2 separate regions of the Mus musculus genome follow, and region 1 is linked to region 2. A link is a contact called in public promoter capture Hi-C data. All regions are on one chromosome and are shown on one strand. The core of a region is the stretch at or near the end of the contact, and the rest is flanking DNA. Distances in the headings are between cores, read along the strand shown. Region 1 holds the start of Spata3 (spermatogenesis associated 3). Region 2 overlaps Cab39 (calcium binding protein 39).

What was found. Promoter capture Hi-C pulls out the DNA fragments that hold promoters and counts their contacts.
Region 1: a promoter capture Hi-C map of liver shows a contact between it and region 2, with 2.5 times the contacts expected there. The contact joins the promoter of Spata3 here to the enhancer-like site in region 2. A contact is called at or near these places in 7 of 39 promoter capture datasets (the C10 cell line, cranial neural crest, embryonic stem cells and 3 more), 2 of 115 datasets of contacts at active chromatin or transcription factors (embryonic stem cells and stem cell-derived neural progenitor cells) and 2 of 9 other capture datasets (adipose tissue and liver).

The regions. Positions count from the first base shown.
Region 1 is chr1:86,020,464-86,024,970 of GRCm38.p6, reverse strand. Spata3 (spermatogenesis associated 3) reads right to left here and starts at 3,026. Exons shown (of 4, transcript NM_001122732.2): 1 at 2,622-3,026; 2 at 470-641. The coding sequence starts at 2,922.
Region 2 is chr1:85,807,675-85,812,069 of GRCm38.p6, reverse strand. The region is part of intron 1 of Cab39 (calcium binding protein 39); the gene reads right to left. Among named protein-coding and RNA genes, the nearest start is that of Cab39, 16 kb to the right of the region's middle. Within about 2 kb of position 1,504, at least 40 of the 459 cell types and tissues checked have an H3K27ac peak or open chromatin away from gene starts, as enhancers often do. A contact at or near this core is called in adipose tissue and liver, where this site is marked.

The DNA.
Region 1 (4,507 bases), core at 1,777-4,276, 210 kb before region 2:
AAAACATGGCCCCTGTGAGGACTCCTGGTAAAAGCATGGCATGTTCTGTGTGGGACAGATTTTGCTATTATTGGCAGAAGGGACCTATGAGTTACGCGATCAGGTTTATCATTGAGTTCCAGGGATAATTAACATGCCGTTTAATAAATAGACACTCCCTGTGTATGGTATGGGTCAAAAAAAAAAAAGTGAATGGCTAACCAATGTGTAATCACACAGCTCTGGAGTTTACAATGGGCTGGGTGGGAGGGTGCTGTCAGCAGAGAAGACGGTTTCATAGAAAAAGGAACAGACAAAGAGCTGGCCCACCAAACCAGAGACATTGTTATTTAGAAGGAACGGCTTTGCTTTTGAAAAGCCTATGATGTTTGGAGGAAGTTACACACAGTTGCCAACCAGATCTGAGGACCGAGCCTGGCCCTGGGAACTCTACACCCAAGGCTTTTTAGCCCTCCCGTTCATGCGGAACCTGTAGAAGGTGAGAAGGTTTGGGACTCCTCTCCCTGGCATGGATGACCAGTCCCGAGGTAGGAGGACATCAAAGATTCGGCTATGGCAAAGCCCCAGACGATGCCAGCAAGCGGAGCTGCCCGGGCAGGCTGCACAGGAGCAGGAGCGTGGGGCCACATAGGTCAGAGGCACTGCTGGACAGAGAAGGAGAGAGATGAGGACTGCACCTGGTTCTTGGGAGTGGGACACAGTCTCTAGGACAGTTCTAGAAGTCATGTTATTGGGAGTTGGTAAAGGCTAAGAGGCGGATTCTAGCAGGTGTTGTAGGGCATCAGTGGGACATCTTTGCAGGTTATATCTTGCCTTGGGCCCTTCACATAATCCCTCTCTCCACTTCCTAGCAGATTCACTGTGAGCTACACCTTGCCGTGATACGTGGATACTCTTAAAACCGTGAGCCAACGTGAATAAGTCATCGTTTCAGTAATTTCTCAGATAACTGGGTCACGGTGATGAGAAAGTTAACAAATTCAGTAGGCCATGGACAGTCCCTCCTTTGCCTCTTCAATACCCTATCGTTTTAAAGGTTTAAAGATGTGGTGCTGGAAGGTTTTGCTTTCTACTGACACCAGCTCTGAGGCTATCACCCAGAAATGTCTACATGGTTGAAGCTCATGTTGCACACAGACACCAGTCACAGAGTCACCGTTGTCCTGGCAATTCCTTGGCTTGAGAGCTCTGGTTCTCTCATGGTTTGTGTTCGTTCTCTGCTCAGACTGTTTTAGGATTGCTGTGGCCCAGAGTGTGAGTTGCTCAAGGACATAGAGTACTTTGGTCATGGTTCAAGGAAAGGTCAGAGAAAGATCCCCTCTTCCTCCTCCTCCTTCTCTCTGGAGGACCTGCTGGCCTCTTGGTATTGGAAGGTCAGTTGTGGTCAAGGGTAGGGAATCTGGAATCAGAATAGACTCAAGTTTCCCTTTCAACCATACCAAGGGCTGCTCCAGAGGACAAAGGAATATTTCCTCCCTACAGTATCGTCAGATAAGATGGACGGAAATGGATGAATGAAGTACTAGGCATGGAAGGAACAGTCAATGGTCACTTGTCTATCTTCATTATCCTCAGTGGTCTGGAGCATCCCAGCTTTCCAACTCCACTTGAGTCCCCTTGATACTGTCCAAAGTTTTGTCTCTCATTGGCTATCCAAGAAGATGGAGACTTCTTTTTGACAGCTGGCCAGCCATTTAATATTAGGCAGAGCTAAACTAAATTAAAATGATGGCTACAAAATACTGTTTTTACATTTTTGGTTTGCTTTATACATTGCGCAGACCCTTTTCTAGTATCTTCTGTGGGAAGGGATGACAAGCAGAAATATAGGATGCCTATTTGGAACAGATACTAAGGATTATAACATTATTTGTGGCTTATCTGAAGTTAGGAGTTAGTCAGGAGTCCTATATTTTGATCTAGCCATCCTCTCTGTAGTCCAAGGTCAGATCTCTTAGGGTAACATGGAAAGACAAAACAAAACTCCTATCTTCCATCTGACAAACAGAAACCCCCAATTCTCTCAAAGGCTGTACCATAGTCATCTACCTCCATCACCCTGTACTATCTTCTTTGGAGTGGTCTGGCCTCTCGAATAACCAATAAAAGGTAGCCAGAAGGCATATCACTGCTTCCTTTCTTTTAGTCTATATTTGCTTTTAATTTCTGAATGGATACTAACTGACTCCTAATGAGAGGGTCTCCCCCCATGGAGCCGTAAATGTTAGTATGTATCCATGGCTGTTTGCAGCGAGACCTGAGATGCTACAGAAGGACATAGCCTAGGGATTCTACTCTCTCATAAAAATCATCCTCTTGGCCGGGCGTGGTGGCACATGCCTTTAATCCCAGGACTTGGAAGACAGAGGCAGGCGGATTTCTGAGTTCGAGGCCAGCCTGGTCTACAAAGTGATTTCCAGGGCAGCTAGGGCTACACAGAGAAACCCTGTCTTGAAAAACCTAAGGGGGAAAAAAATCATCCCCTCCACAGCTTATAAACTTAGCCCCGGGCAGCATGCTGACTATACACCACCACCACCAGACTGGAGCCCACCTCTGGTAGCTCTGGGACTCTATCAGCAAGAAGGCTAGAACTGCCTTAAAGCAGGAAGTCCGCCCACCTGCTTTCCTGCTTGGAAGAATTGGTTTAGGTTCCATGGGTACCAGGAACGGAGATGAGGCAGGTTTCTCTGGAGGCGGGAGAGGCTGTGGTGTATGCTGTTGCGGTTTAGGCTCAGGGTTAACTTGGTGTGGTGTGGTGGACTCCTGGCAAGGCTGTGGCTTAGATGGTGGCGAGGCGGGCTCTGGACATGACGGCGGGGTTTCTGAGCTGGGCTGCTGTGAGGAATCGGAGCTAGTCTGCGGTGAAATGGAATTCCTGCGGCGCCTGGAATCAGACTTTTTCTTTTTGACCTTCTTCATGGTGATCCTTCTAGAGTAACACCGTGGAGCTACATGGAGCTGTGAATTTCCTGGCTCCCTCCCTAGGTAGGCAGTCTCCCCTGTGGGTATGTCTCTGATCTTTGACCACAGCAAGGTCCCACAGACAAGAGTCACCCATACCTCCTGTGAGGTCACAAAAGCCAGGCTGGCCCCTGTGGCTAGGGCTCTGGCACCGGTTTCCTCTCCCAGGGCTTCCTGCTTGAACCGGCAGGAGGCAGCAGCTGCCTTGTTCCTCCATGGTCTAATTAAGACAGTCTTTGGGCCTAAGAGAACTGGATCCATGATTATGTGACCAGAGCCTCAGGCACCTTTCGGCTGCACGTTCCAGGGTCCGTGAGAGCTACTTTTTATTCGAAGACATCCTGAATAGGAAGGATTCTCAGCTCCGTTGCTGGTTTCTACGTGTCTATCCCCAAACACAAACATTATGGTTAACATTTAGGGAACTTTCCTGAAGATTTGACTTCCTTTTTTAGCATTTTACCTCCCACAACCCACTGCCTTCTGTCATCTCTGAATATATGTGAACACGAGTGCTTGCTTGTATGAGTGTGTGTGTATGTCTAAACTTTTATAAGAATCCTCGAATTTGGCCAATTCTACCTTAAGCCAGTTCTCAGAAAACGAAAAATTTCTCAAATTCATTTCATTGGTATTACCTCCCAAAACACTGGTTAGGTCAAACAAACTATGAATCTCTTAACAATTTAACTTCCATTTTAGGGTGGAAGAGTGAAAAGTGTTTTGAAAAGATAGCCTGTCACACATCACAATAGAAAAGTGCGTTCCCAGAAAGAACTTCCTCCATGAAGTAGGTAAGCTGCGTGGGTAAAGTACACCTGCCCTACTCAGACACCAGAAGCTGGGGAAGGGGTGAGGATGCAGTAAGGAGGGTGGAGGGAGAGCGAGTGAGCCAGAAAGGTCCTAGACAAGCTACACACAAAGGCTAGACCAGATGTCAACAGTGAAGTGAGAGAATCTATTTTCAGGCTTCTAGAGCCAGCAAAGACTTTGCTGACTATTATTATTATTATTACATTATTGTCATCACTATTATTATTATCCCAAAAAGGATATTGATGTTCAGAGAAATTCAGTTATATAAGTACCTCCCAAACTAAATCCCCATTTCTAGTTGATTGGTGACACACTCAAGATTAAGTTCTAAAGGGTTATTTTTCTTTATGACCCCAGTAGGCAATGGGGAGTCAGATTATACAGACTTTGAAATTAAAGAATTGGAAAAAAATTAAGTTTCTTGCATGAGAAGATTAGAGAAAGATATGGGTTGGGAGTGCAGCTTAGATCAGTATGGCTCAGGCTGTGTCTGGTTGGTTTGGAGCAAGGCGGTTCAGTGGGTAGGTGAATCTACAAGAAGCTGGCAGTTTCTGAGGTCAAAGATCTATGGGCCATTTGAAGGGATGACATTCAGAATCAGGCTGGAACCTTTTCAGTGACTGCTAGACTTTGACTGATGAGCATAACCTGATTGAAATCAGTTTCTCAGTCTCAGTCCTGATTGACACTATGGGCTAGATAATATCTTTTGGAGGAGGCTGTTCTG
Region 2 (4,395 bases), core at 255-2,754:
CTCAGAGAACCTAAGCTAGGTTCCTAGCACTCATGTCAGGAGGCTCCCAACTCCATGTGACTCTAGCTCTGGGAGTTATGACATCTTCTGGTCTCAGAACACTGATAAGCATGTGGTAGGCACATGCACACTGTAGGTTACACAACATATATATACTTATACTAAGTAAATAAATAAAATTTCTTTATAAGTCAATCTGAAAAGCTTTGACAGCTTTCTTATTCACATGCTAGACTTCTCAAACTGTTACAATGCAAAGAATTCATATAACTTGAGATTGGAAATTATGGTTACATATTACAAATTATTATTTATATGCAATTATAATACATAACTGACTGCTTTCTCTAACTTTTAAAATTAATATGGATTTACCATTTTAGTCCTATCTCAAATGATTCATAGATATATTAAAGAATTAAAAGCTACAGTTATAATTTTAGAACCAATTTCAAAACGTGAATTTCAACGATTTACAAACAGTATATGTAATTTAATAAGAAATAATTTAATAAGTATAACTTAATAAGAAAAGTTAACCAATTTTCACATTTAAAAATGAAAAACAGGGTTGATAGATGGATGGCCCAGCAGTTAAGAGCACTTGCTGTTCCTGCAGATTGTCCAGGTTTAATTCCCAGTACCCATACCTTGGCTCACAACGGACTCTAACTCCAGCTCTGGGAGTTTTGACACTCTCGCTTAGTGTCGAGAGACACCAGACTCCCAAACAGTACATACACATATTGTAGGCAAAATACTTGTACACATAAAATAAAAAAGTATGACAAACTGGGCCAATGAGATGTCTCAGTGGGTAAATACGTATGCCAACAAGCCTGACAGTGCAATCCATAGAACCCAGAGAGTAGAAGAACTCACTCTGGCAAGTTGTCCTCTGACCTTGACATGTGCAAAGTGAGACATACATACACATATAATAAACCAGAACAGAAATAGTTTTTTTTTTTTTTTAATAATGAAAAAGTATCAGTCTTCAAGAAACTACGAGGGTAAACTTTACTTGCTCTGCCACAAGGCTGTGCAAACACAGTCCATATGATTATGAACAAACACCATGGTCTCACCCACATTTTTGTAAATAAGAAAAGCAAATAGCCAACCCTGCCCTTTAGAAAGCAAATTCCTGAAGAAGAACGCAATATTCAAGCTTGTAACTGTAAACAGAAGAGAAAAACCTGACACAAATCTCAAGTATGGCCAGACAAAGGTACCTTTTGGAAAATTCCCTTTAGGGTGAAAAACTAATGATGTGTTAGAAATTTGGTGGCTTTAAAAAATTATATTTGTAAAAGTAATTTCTAAATTTGCCCTTAGTTATTACTCTGATAAAGAACTATATTTTGAAAAAAATTTAAACTCACAGCTTTAAATGTCTACAGAATCAGATATATAAACCTGGGAAATCACTCTCCTTCAAGGTCTGGCATTACTATTTTTGTTCTGGCCAAACGCCCACAAAAGCACAAACAGACTGCAGAGCCAGTCCAAGCTGCACCACCATAGTTGGAGATTTGCAGGTTTGTTTTCTTTGTAACTGCCCAAAGGCTGTCAAATAGTAGTATTTAGTGTAAATAAACTTTTTTCAGCAGAAATATTTGGAGGCAGACTGCACAACTGCATGGCACTTCAGACTGCGGGTCCTGTAGAAGAGCAGTTCCCAACCTTCCTAACACTGCACACCTCTAATACAGTTCCTCATGCTGTGATGGCCCCAACCATATAAAGTTATTTTGTTGTTCCTTCATAACTATAGTTTTACTACTAGATAATATAAGTATCTGATATGCAGGATATCCTGATATGCAACCCTCAAAGGGGTCGTGACCCATAGTGAGAACCACTGATGTAGAACATTCTATGAAAGATGACCTTTCTTCTACCCAGAAACCATAGCCTTTCTAGCCTCTTTGTCAACACATTAACTGGCTTATGAAGGCTTGGTCTTAGGTTGAGAAAAGAGCTCTCAATGAAACAATGAGGCTAAATAGTGTTTAACATCAGGGAAGCAACTAGACTGCAGCTGTCAACTAGCTGGCAGGATCATACAGAAAGTGGCTGCATGTGCTTTTAGAGGGAATGAAGATTCCCACCACATACCAACAACTCAGCTCATGGATCTAAAAAGATGAGATCATGATTTGAAGTAGATTATAAAGATAGGTACACACAGAACAGACTTAAAATCTATCCTAATGAAAACCTCATCAATACCAAGTTCAGAGGACAGGCAAGGCACACTGTATGCTAGAGGCATGCAGGCAGGCATCAAGGAGATGATGCTCCCTGAACTGGCCCTTAGACACTGATAATTTTGAAGGGAAAACCAGAAGATGTATTACAATTGGCTAAGAGCTGTATGCACAGTCTAAAGTCTGATATGGAAACAAATTATTTTGTAATTTTTTTTTCAAGTTCTGTGGGTAAGAAAGTATGGAGTGGAAAGGAAGGCAAAAGTTGAGAAGCCCAAGTGCTGTTACAGAATGGCCACATGCCTTTTTTTATTGCTCAAAGAACATTCCACTCACTCCTGATGTGTTGATAGCACAATACAGTCAAACAGGAAAATCTGCCTTTTCATCTGAAATCTGTATCTAAAATGAGGAAGCAATTGCTTTTTATAGCCACGGGAGCACAGCAGCTGAGAGACACCCCAACCAGGAAGAGCTACTTACATTGAAAACTTTCGGTCCTCTACACATTTTCCACATAGAACTTAATGTTTCCTTCACTATTTCCAAAGTGGAATGCTACCAAGTGACTACAGAGGCTGAATCCCCGAGCGTGCACACAAAGGAACAATTCAACCACACAGATATCACCCAGATGCAGATACCCCACATCTTTCATCTTGATTGATTTTCTAATTTCTTATTTTATTTTCTAGTTTTTTTTGATACAGTCCCACAATTTCCCTGGATCTCAGAGATGCACTTGCCTCTGACTCCAAAATGCTGCGATATAAGGCATACATCATCATGCCCAGCATCTTCTTGATTTTTTTTTTACCTCCTCCAAATATTGAGAGTATTGCTAACTGAAGTGTCAGAATCACAGTGGTTTGAACAGAAAGTTATACTGATTAAAACTGGATGGATTCCTACAAGTGTTCTTGGAGGGAAGCAAATAGGGTGAACTTGTTTCAAAATCATGGGAGATGAATAATACAAGTGCAGAAGCATCTTCAGATAAAAATGGCATTAGCTATGGTGATGAAAGCAGCTTTCAAACTTTGTGGTAGCTGGGTTCTGGAGTAAGAGGTGAGTCTGCTCCAGTCGTACCACCTCGTCCCTACTGTTTAGATAATGGACTTGGATGTCACAGGTAGAACCTAATCTGTAAGTCATATGTAATGCAAGCTGACTCACACTTGTCCTCTTACCTTTGCTTCCCAAGTACTGGGATTACTGGCAGACGCCAAGTCATCTGGCATTTTACTGGCATCCAAATCAAATGTAGGTACTCAGAGCTGCACCAAGCCATGGGTAAGCTCTTTACTTTTCAGAGGCAGCTATTAGTGCTGTCCACTAGGATTAGCCAATTGTTAAAGCCAGAGCAGTTACCTGAGATTATAACCTTAAACCTTTCTGGTGTCTCCAGATGTTTGGAGGCATTATTACAAGGCCTCTATGACAGCTCCAGAGCATCAGAAAATCAATGACTTTAACATGATACAGTGGTACATGCCTACAATCCCACAACTCCAGGTCAAAGTGGAAGAATCCCAAGTGGGTTTAGACCACTCAGAAAAATAATGATTTTGGGGCTGGTGAGATGGCTCAGTGGGTAAGAGTACCCGACTGCTCTTCCAAAGGTCTGGAGTTCAAATCCCAGCAACCACATGGTGGCTCACAACCATCCGTAATGAGATCTGACGCCCTCTTCTGGTGTGTCTGAAGACAGCTACAGTGTACTTACATATAATAAATAAATAAATCTTTAAAAAAAATAATGATTTAATAATACTGCACTCCAGGCCAATATTATCTTTAGGCATAAAAATAAAAGATATCTTAAGACTAAGTAGCTCATTTGTAGACACTATACTGACCTTAATTCCTGGAAATGTCAGGCATCTTTAAGTGGCCAGCCTGTGTTTTACATAGTCTTGGAACTGACTCCTTATTCTAGCTACCCTATTCAAAACCAAATGTGGGATTTCACCTGACAGTACACAAGACAGATGTTAATTTGTGTATTAACCCTGACCCAAGAGTTAATTTTTTTCTGTTTTTCTACTGTTCCTTACCTTGTTTTCTATGGTAAGGTGAACAACAGGAGTTTGAAAGAAAGAAGATGGCTCCTTCAGAAAAACACAAACACTAGGACCTGAGCAGAGATCCCCAGCACCCACTATGAAAAGTTGGGACTGAT